Linked DNA regions of Gossypium hirsutum: region 2 is linked to region 1. Evidence: chromatin contacts called from public Hi-C data. All regions are on one chromosome and are shown on one strand. Each heading gives the region's core, a stretch centred on a gene start, on an enhancer-like site or on the middle of the called end of the contact. The rest is flanking DNA. Distances are from core to core; before and after follow the strand shown. Region 1 has its middle 20 kb from the start of LOC107940743. Region 2 holds the start of LOC107899575 (BRASSINOSTEROID INSENSITIVE 1-associated receptor kinase 1-like).

Region 1 (4,117 bases), core at 707-3,206:
TCATTCACATAATAATCATCTAATGTTTTCTAAGCCAATGCCGAAGGCAAAATCATTGCTCATTGGCCATTTTTGGAGGCGGTTCATCAGTCAACCTTTTGTTTTATTCGTCTCTTTTTGTGCTTTACTCTACCTAGCTAACTCTATCCTAATTCCTAAATAAGGTCAAAATAATTGAAAAATATATGTACAAAAATCAAAGATCACGAGGTGCCTGAATCCATGACTCGGATATTAAGTCACAAGGGTTGGCTCATTTTGTCTGTTCCCCCCCCCCCCCCAAGTTTCCATGCAGTATAAAAGAAAAAACTGTACTTATTTTCTTGTGGGAATAAGTGGAGTGCCTGATAGCCTGCTTGTTGGTTTAATGGCTATAATGTTAATACTAAACAAATACAAACGACTAACTTAGCACTAAAGCTATTCAGCAACTTGGTCTGACCTGCTATCTCATTGCCCCCACTTTCTTTTTTGCTTTTGGCCTTGTGACCACTAATAGATGTGGGGCTCCTCCCACTTGGTTTATATATTGAATGTGGACTTCGGATTTTATCCAATCATTCCTTTTTCCTGCTATCGATACATGACTGATATACAGCATCGAAGTCTATCTGCTATTTTGACGTGAACATCCGTGACAATGCCTAGGGGAGAGATATATATAATTATCCATATGCACAGAATTTAAATATAGAATATTAAACTGACTAAAGAAAAATTATTCAACTAATAACAACATAATTTGATTTTTTTAATTTCAAGTTTTAAATTTAGAGTTTACGATTTGATGGTTTAAAATTTAAGATTTAAGATTTATATTAAGCTTCAAGTTTCGGATTTATAATTTATACTTATTATTAGTATCTATTTATTACTTTTTCTTTTTCTTTTTTGTTTTTTGAGTTACGGGTTTTATAATTTATCTTGTTGTTATTAAGTGACGATGCAAGAAATTTATGCTCTAACAAAACACTAAATATCTCTCATAAAATATTATGAAAACATGTAAATAACCTTAAACTCTATAATTTAAAGGTTAAATTTTACTATTAGTCCCTGTACTTTTCGAATTTTAAATTTTTGGTTTGACGCAAATGATAGTAGTTAATTTATTAACTGGATTTTTAGTAAGTAATATGTGAAAATAAAAAGTTATTATGGGATTAAACATGTGATAATATGTTTGCCCCATCAAAATTTAGAAACTACAAAACTTAATGAACAATTATCATTTGGTGATGATTGAAATTTTTAAAATTTAAAAAGTGAAGAGACTAAAATGACCAAATTAAAGTATAAGGACTAAATCTACAACTTTTATAAAGTGAAGGAACAAAGAGCAAATTTAACCTAATTCAAATGAAATCTTAAGGACCAATGCTATGGTGGATCGGTGTGGTCCACCTAGGCAAAATGAAGCCCTTCAAGGATGGTGGTTATTTGATGGGATTCATAATGGAGAAAGAAAAAGGGCTATGATTGTGAAACTGAATTGATACAAATTCCCTAACCCCCACCAGCAAAAGATTTGCATTATTCTTTTTATTTTTATTGATATGTCACGGCGTATAATAAACTTTTGCTTACTTTATACTCTATGTAGTAAGTTGGAATCATTATTATTGTGACTTGCATAGATATTTCTACTTGGTAATTTGGAATCATTATTGTTACTTTATACTCCATTTATATACATTTAGCTAACTCATTAAAATTAGTTTCGACTTATAAAAAAATTATAAATAATTGGATGTAATAATAAAATATATCACATTTTAAAAAATATATATTTAAACTCCAAAAATAATAATATTAAAAAGAACATACACAAGCTCCAAATATGATTAGTAAAATAGATATCTAAAAAAAAGGTGAGGGACGTACGTCCTGAGGACCCAAGGCAAGGCGGCAGCCGCTGCCCGGTGGGCTTATAGGCTGTAGGTACTGAGCCTCAGCAGCTCTCGGTTGGCTAGCTAATGATCTTTTTATATCATAGTTACGTTCGACTTCCAAAGGGCTGAGGCTTGGAGCTGGACTGTAAAGCAAATGGGCTGGTCCTAATTGAAGTTATGGCAAATATTTTTAGCAAAGAAATCTACCCTGCATGGTTTGTCACTGCTGCAATTAAAACAAAGGGTAAAGTGCACCAAAATTATTAAACTATTAGTAAGTTTATGTTTTGGTCATTAAATTTTAAAAAGTTATAAAATAGTCATTGAATTATATAAATTTTTTATTGAAGTCATTGAGTTGTTAAAATCACTATATAGCCTTCTTTCTTTGCATCGTTTGCACGAATAGAAAACTCTCATTCCTCTTTTCTTTTATAGTTCGGCTTTTTTTTCATGGAACAGCCTTAAATCTGTAAACAAATATCCAAACAATTTTCTTTTTCGATCTCCGACACTAACTGTAGATTGACATAAATCTAGGTTATTTTCTACTATTCGTCGATAGATACTAATCCACTATACTGATTATCAAACCATCACTTGGAACTTACAAGCCGATTTTTTTTTTAAATAATTAACAATCTATCAACTTTAATAAAAACTTTCAAATAGTTCAATGATAATTTTTTTTTACTTTTTGAAATAAAGTAATTAAAACGTAAGATATGGTTTACTGTAATAGGGTATATGACAAAAGGTACTTTGACTGGATGGCAGAAGCTTGGATATGGTTTACCCTTTAAAATAAATGGACTGTAATAGGGTATATGACAAAAGGTACTTTGACTGGATGGCAGGCTTCTGAATTATTTGCTTAGCTTTGGTTTGGTTATAACATGGAGGTAGATTTTGTAAAGCAGAGACCATGATGAACTAATATTGTTGAAAACCTTATTCATACAACATCAAAGTTACAAGCAAATCAGCCCAAAAGCTTCTAAAGAAAATGTTGAAAACCTGTAGCTGTCTCGTTTTGTCAAAACCCAGCCAATTCAGCATCAGGCATCAGCATATGATATGCTCTAGCTGCTGCAATGGAACACTAGCTAGTTTCCAGCGGATTTTTTGTTTGTTTCCAATGATTTCATGGATTGACCCGATGTGAATTGATCATCAAGTATATATCTGTTGTAAAGGGCTTTATATGTATTTTCATCCAAAACATACATATATCCATCTATGATTATATTAATTATCCGAAGAAGATGTATAATTAATATCTATGATATTAGTCAGGTATTCGAATCCCATCAAAAGTGAGACACTCATGTTGCCTTTTGGTGAGTAACCATACATTTACATACAATCTAATTTTAAAAATGAAATTTTAAAAATAAATCACTTTTCAATAATAATAATTTTATTCTTCAATTATTTAAAAAATACCTTAAACTCTCATCCAACCCTAAAAACAAAATCAAGACAAATAATATCTTAAGTTTTCAATGCGACATGCACTAACAATTTTAATTTAAATACATTCTATTTTCCAATTTCCATAATACTTTAAAGTCTTTCATATTTATTTTACTAATAGTAATAATATAATTAAAGACTTGTCTTAATCGGTATAGTCATAGGAAAGACTAATAAAGTTCTTTAGCTTTTATTATATTATTATGATTCAATAAATAATTCAAATTTGATCTGCGCTTAGTCAAAAATTAAATTTTGGTATTTTTTAAATAATAATAATTATTGAAAAACAAATACTATTGTGACAAAAAGTTGTATTGAAAATTTAGCTTTTATTAAAATAATCTCATAAAGTGCATTTAAATTTTATTCAGAGCTATTTTAGCACGGGTTTGGCGGGCTTTTGAGTCAAGCCGCCAGTGTCCCAACCTACACCGTCTTCTATACCCTCCAAACTATTTATACTAATTTATGTATCAATACTCTCTCTATATTAATTCTTATTAAACTATATCAACACTAATTTAATTATAAAATATTTAAAATAATTTTTAACAAAAATAAATATAAAAAAATAAATTCAAATGTACTAAAATATATTTATTCTCATATTTAAAAATGGAAAGGATATGAATAATTTAAACCTTAATTAAAGTAGAAAAATCTTAACCACTACTTTAAAAGAAATTTCTCCTTTCAATTTTAAAGATAAAATTATAAAAAAAATTGTTTTTATATATATATATATA
Region 2 (4,117 bases), core at 1,026-3,525, 75 kb after region 1:
GTCATTTTAGTTTTTTTCCTTATGCTATTATAACATTATTCCATTCGACCAAACACAAGAATACTATTACAGTTTTATTTCATTTTATTCAACCAAACAGTTGAATTACTGATTACAGCTCTATTCAATTACAACTCTATTCAATTACAGTCCTACCTCATTGCAGTGAACCAGACATAACCTTAAGTTTTCTGAATTGCAGAGTTGAATGAACAGATTCAAACTTTGGTTTGCCGAGTGAAAGCAAAACTGTGCTCTTTATTCAAATGCAAATCCTAAAGAAATTAGTGGTAATGATGAGTTCAGAGCCTAGGATGCTTTTGTACTAACTACATTAGGTGACTTTGAAAAGAACAAATATATACTTGTTGGTTTATGATAATATTCTTATGCAATGACCAAGTTAACATAAAAGAAAGATACAACAGGTGCTCTTCATGGAATTTATTTATTTTCTTAATTTCATTTGAAGCAAAAGATATTCAAAGAGACAATCTTTTAACTCTTTCATTTAAGTCTTTATTGAGCATATTATACACTTGATTATGATTATTTTGGAAAATAAAATTTTTATAATTATTTTTAGATTTTTTTAAAAATTAACTTAAACAAATATATTCGATTCGACTTGACTAGAATTCTATTTATTTAAAAAAATTAAATTGAATTTAATTAATAAATAAAATTTATCAACTCAACTAACTCGAATTTTTTCAAACGTTTTATCTCGCCTCGATTGAGCCTTTACCTCTACGGTTAAGGTTTTGTTTTAAGAGGGAGGTTGAGGTTTGGCTAAATAAAAGTAATTGAGACAGAGAGTAAACATAAAAAAATGGAAATTTATTTAATTTGCAGCTAATTATCTTCTTGATTGTTTGAAATAATAAATGAATTCAACTTTTTTTTGGGAATGCAATTGGAGTTCTAGTTTGTATAATTATTTTAAAAATTTTAGTCATAGCTTTTATAAAGTTTTTGAGTTAAATATCTTAAATGTTCATAATTGTGGTATAAATTTCAAATTAATATTTCAATTTAAAATGATTATAATTAAGTTATCAAATAGTAAAATTATATTAATTAAGTTGTTTTGCTAGTTGGATTGAGTTTGGACATTAAATATCTTAGATTTGATATAGAGCATATTTCAAACACGTTTGTACTTATTAAACCGATAATTTAAACTTTTTAAATTATCATGCGAGCTGCCCGTTAGTACTGTTAAAATTTTAATAGTTTAATCATCTTTTACATTCAACAAAAAACAAATTGATTAAAATTTGAAATTTAAATATTTAATTGATAAAAAATTAAAATAAAAGTGACAAAAAAATTGTTAAAAGCTAAATTTATATTTATGTAGTACCTTACTTTAAATACTAACTAACATTTTAATATTTAAATTGACATTAAACTGAATCTGATTAATAGATAAAATTCAATTAAAACATTTAAAATTTGAATCTTTGTGCAATTAGTCCTATTTTTTTTTTCTTCATCCCAAGTTAGGCGATCAAAAACAACATGCAAATACAATAATATACCAAAATTAACATAGATTTTAAATATAAGGAAAGAAGGAAAGAAACGAACAAACAGTGGGGACCAGTTGTTTTGAAGCGTGCGTCTTTGACCGGCTTCCGCTTTTCCTTTTAATTCCCTTTTTTTTTTTCATTTCATTAAGCTGTATATCTCTCAAATAAATCTCTAATAATAATATTAATCATAGTGTAATAATAACGTAATTAGTAAATTTTTTTAATTCTCCCTGAAACCACATTTTGCTGACTTAATGCTACTTTGACTAAGCCAAACAAAAATGTTTGAAAAAACCCAGTCTACTATAAATTTTTTTTTTCATAATTTTCTTTAAAAAAGTATTTTTCATAGTTGAAAAATAAAAGAAAAAAATAAAAATAACTCCGATTCTTCCTTTCTTTTTCTTTCCCCTTACCAAACACAACATAATTTTCTCTCTCTCCCTCTTTCTCTTCAATTTGCCCCAAAACACTGCAAAAAAAAAAAAAAGAGGGATAATTACCTTGTAGAAGTCAAGTGAGAGAAATAGAATCAAGAATTTTGCTGGAATCTTGAGCATTTTCTATTCTCTCTTTTGGATTTAGATTACAGAAGAGTCTTTTTCGAAGTGTATCGTGCTGTTTTCTTTTCTTTTTTGAATTATTTGCTCGTTGATTCGGTCAACGGCCGATATGTGTGTGATTTGTGATGTTCGTTTTAGACTGAATTGATGTTTCCGCGATTCGTCAAGTGGATGATTGATGATGAATTTGGGGATTTAGCTCTTTGAAAACAAAAGTAGGCAAAAATGAAGGAAAATATGACGCAGCGATTGATTTCCTTTTGTTTATGGTTGATTTTCGTGTTTGATTTGGCTTTCAGAGTTGCAGGAAATGCCGAAGGTTTGTTATCACTATTTTCTCTCTTTTTTTCCTCTTTTATTCATTTATTTTTGTTTTCCGACTTTTTTAAAATGGAATTATTGTTTATAGGTCGAGATTAGAAGGTTTTCAGTTTAGTAGCTATTTGATTGGTTTACTAGTGGAATAAGGTTGACTGCTTGTTTCAAATTTCAATTAGCTTCAGTGTACTAATTGATTTGACTGTAGGCATAGTTGCACGCTTCTTAATGATTTTTCTTCGAAATTTTTGGATATAATTTACATTCTGATTCTCGATTTTGATACTCAGTTTGGTGTAGTAAACCAATGCTTTGTCTAATTGTCTTCACCGATGCCTGACGACTGTGAATTTTGTTTTCATGTGTTGGACCTTACAAGTTATGTTGAAGTTTTTGTCCTTCTCAATATTTCAGGGAGGTAGCAAGGAATCAAAATTAGGGATCAAGAAGCCTTAAGCTAGAAAATTGAAGTATATATAATAATATTGAAAACTAGCAACTATAAATACTTAACATATATTTTTATAATAATATTCATGCTACAAGGAAAAGTAATTATATGAAAATTAAGAATGTATATTTATGAAAATATCACGTAATTAATGTAGAAATAAGTTTTATGAGTACCAAATTGTACACAATTAGCGCTCCCCCCCCCCTTCCCCCGGAAACTGGTTTTATCATATGGCTTTATTTGCATTGGAGTTTTTCTGAAATGTTCTTTACCCTAATTCCTTTTTGAAGTCCCCCGCTGTTACAAATATGAGAAACACACTTCTTTGATTCACAAGTAGTTACAGTAATTAAGAAAGTTCTTCACGTTCCTATATTAGCTATATTTTATCCGAAGATATATATACTGGTTGATGTTTTGCAGCCTCCAATGATCCATTGCTTTGTTTTTTATGAAACAGGTGATGCTTTGAATGCATTGAAGACCAATATGGTTGACCCTAATAATGTGTTACAAAGTTGGGACCCAACCCTTGTTAATCCTTGCACATGGTTTCATGTTACATGTAATAGTGAAAATAGTGTAACAAGAGTGTAAGTTTATTTTTGCTACTGTCATTGTTGTAATTTGAGTTCCTAGTTTCACAATATTAAATGTTTGCCCTTTTGTGAATTTAGTGATCTTGGGAATGCAAATCTCACTGGTCAACTGGTTCCACAGCTCGGGTCACTTCCAAATTTGCAGTATTTGTAAGTTGATGATATTGAACTTGGTGAATACATGCTGCCCCAGATTATTGTAATTATTTTAAGCGGAAAAAGATGAATAAATAAAGGAAAATCAGAGTACCTGCATGCATTGCCAAATAGTTAATTACATTCTCGATTGATTAGGACTCCCTTTAGATAATTTCCCGTGAGGTAGTTTTCATTTGGAATCATTTTTCTTAAATTCATAACTGTGTAAAATCAAATAAACAAAACTTTCTAGAATGCCTGATTTAAACTCAAAGTTTCAAGTACTCCTCAAGGGCACAAGGTGCACTCTAGATCTTAGAACCCCTATTCAAGGTGCAAGGACCTTGCTTGAGATTTTTGAGGTCACAACTTTATCTGGCGCTGTACCTTTGTGCTTGGTTCTGCGCCCTGACAACAATGCATCCACCCTAGGAAAAGTAGACATGGTTGTAAGCACTGATTTTCCATGCTCTTTTTTTTTTCTCTGTTTATTTGTTTTTCCATCTT

What was found. Hi-C and Micro-C count contacts between places; a contact is called where the count stands out from the background.
Region 2: a Hi-C map of leaf shows a contact between it and region 1, with 1.6 times the contacts expected there. The contact joins the promoter of LOC107899575 here to the enhancer-like site in region 1. A contact is called at or near these places in 12 of 34 Hi-C or Micro-C datasets (callus, hypocotyl and leaf).

The regions. Positions count from the first base shown.
Region 1 is chrA03:108,771,010-108,775,126 of Gossypium_hirsutum_v2.1, forward strand. No RefSeq gene overlaps it. Among protein-coding and RNA genes, the nearest start is that of LOC107940743, 20 kb to the left of the region's middle. Within about 2 kb of position 1,957, at least 7 of the 9 cell types and tissues checked have an H3K27ac peak or open chromatin away from gene starts, as enhancers often do. A contact at or near this core is called in hypocotyl and leaf, where this site is marked.
Region 2 is chrA03:108,845,208-108,849,324 of Gossypium_hirsutum_v2.1, forward strand. It overlaps LOC107899575 (BRASSINOSTEROID INSENSITIVE 1-associated receptor kinase 1-like), which reads left to right and starts at 2,276. Exons shown (of 11, transcript NM_001326878.1): 1 at 2,276-2,420; 2 at 3,334-3,466; 3 at 3,551-3,622. The coding sequence starts at 2,327.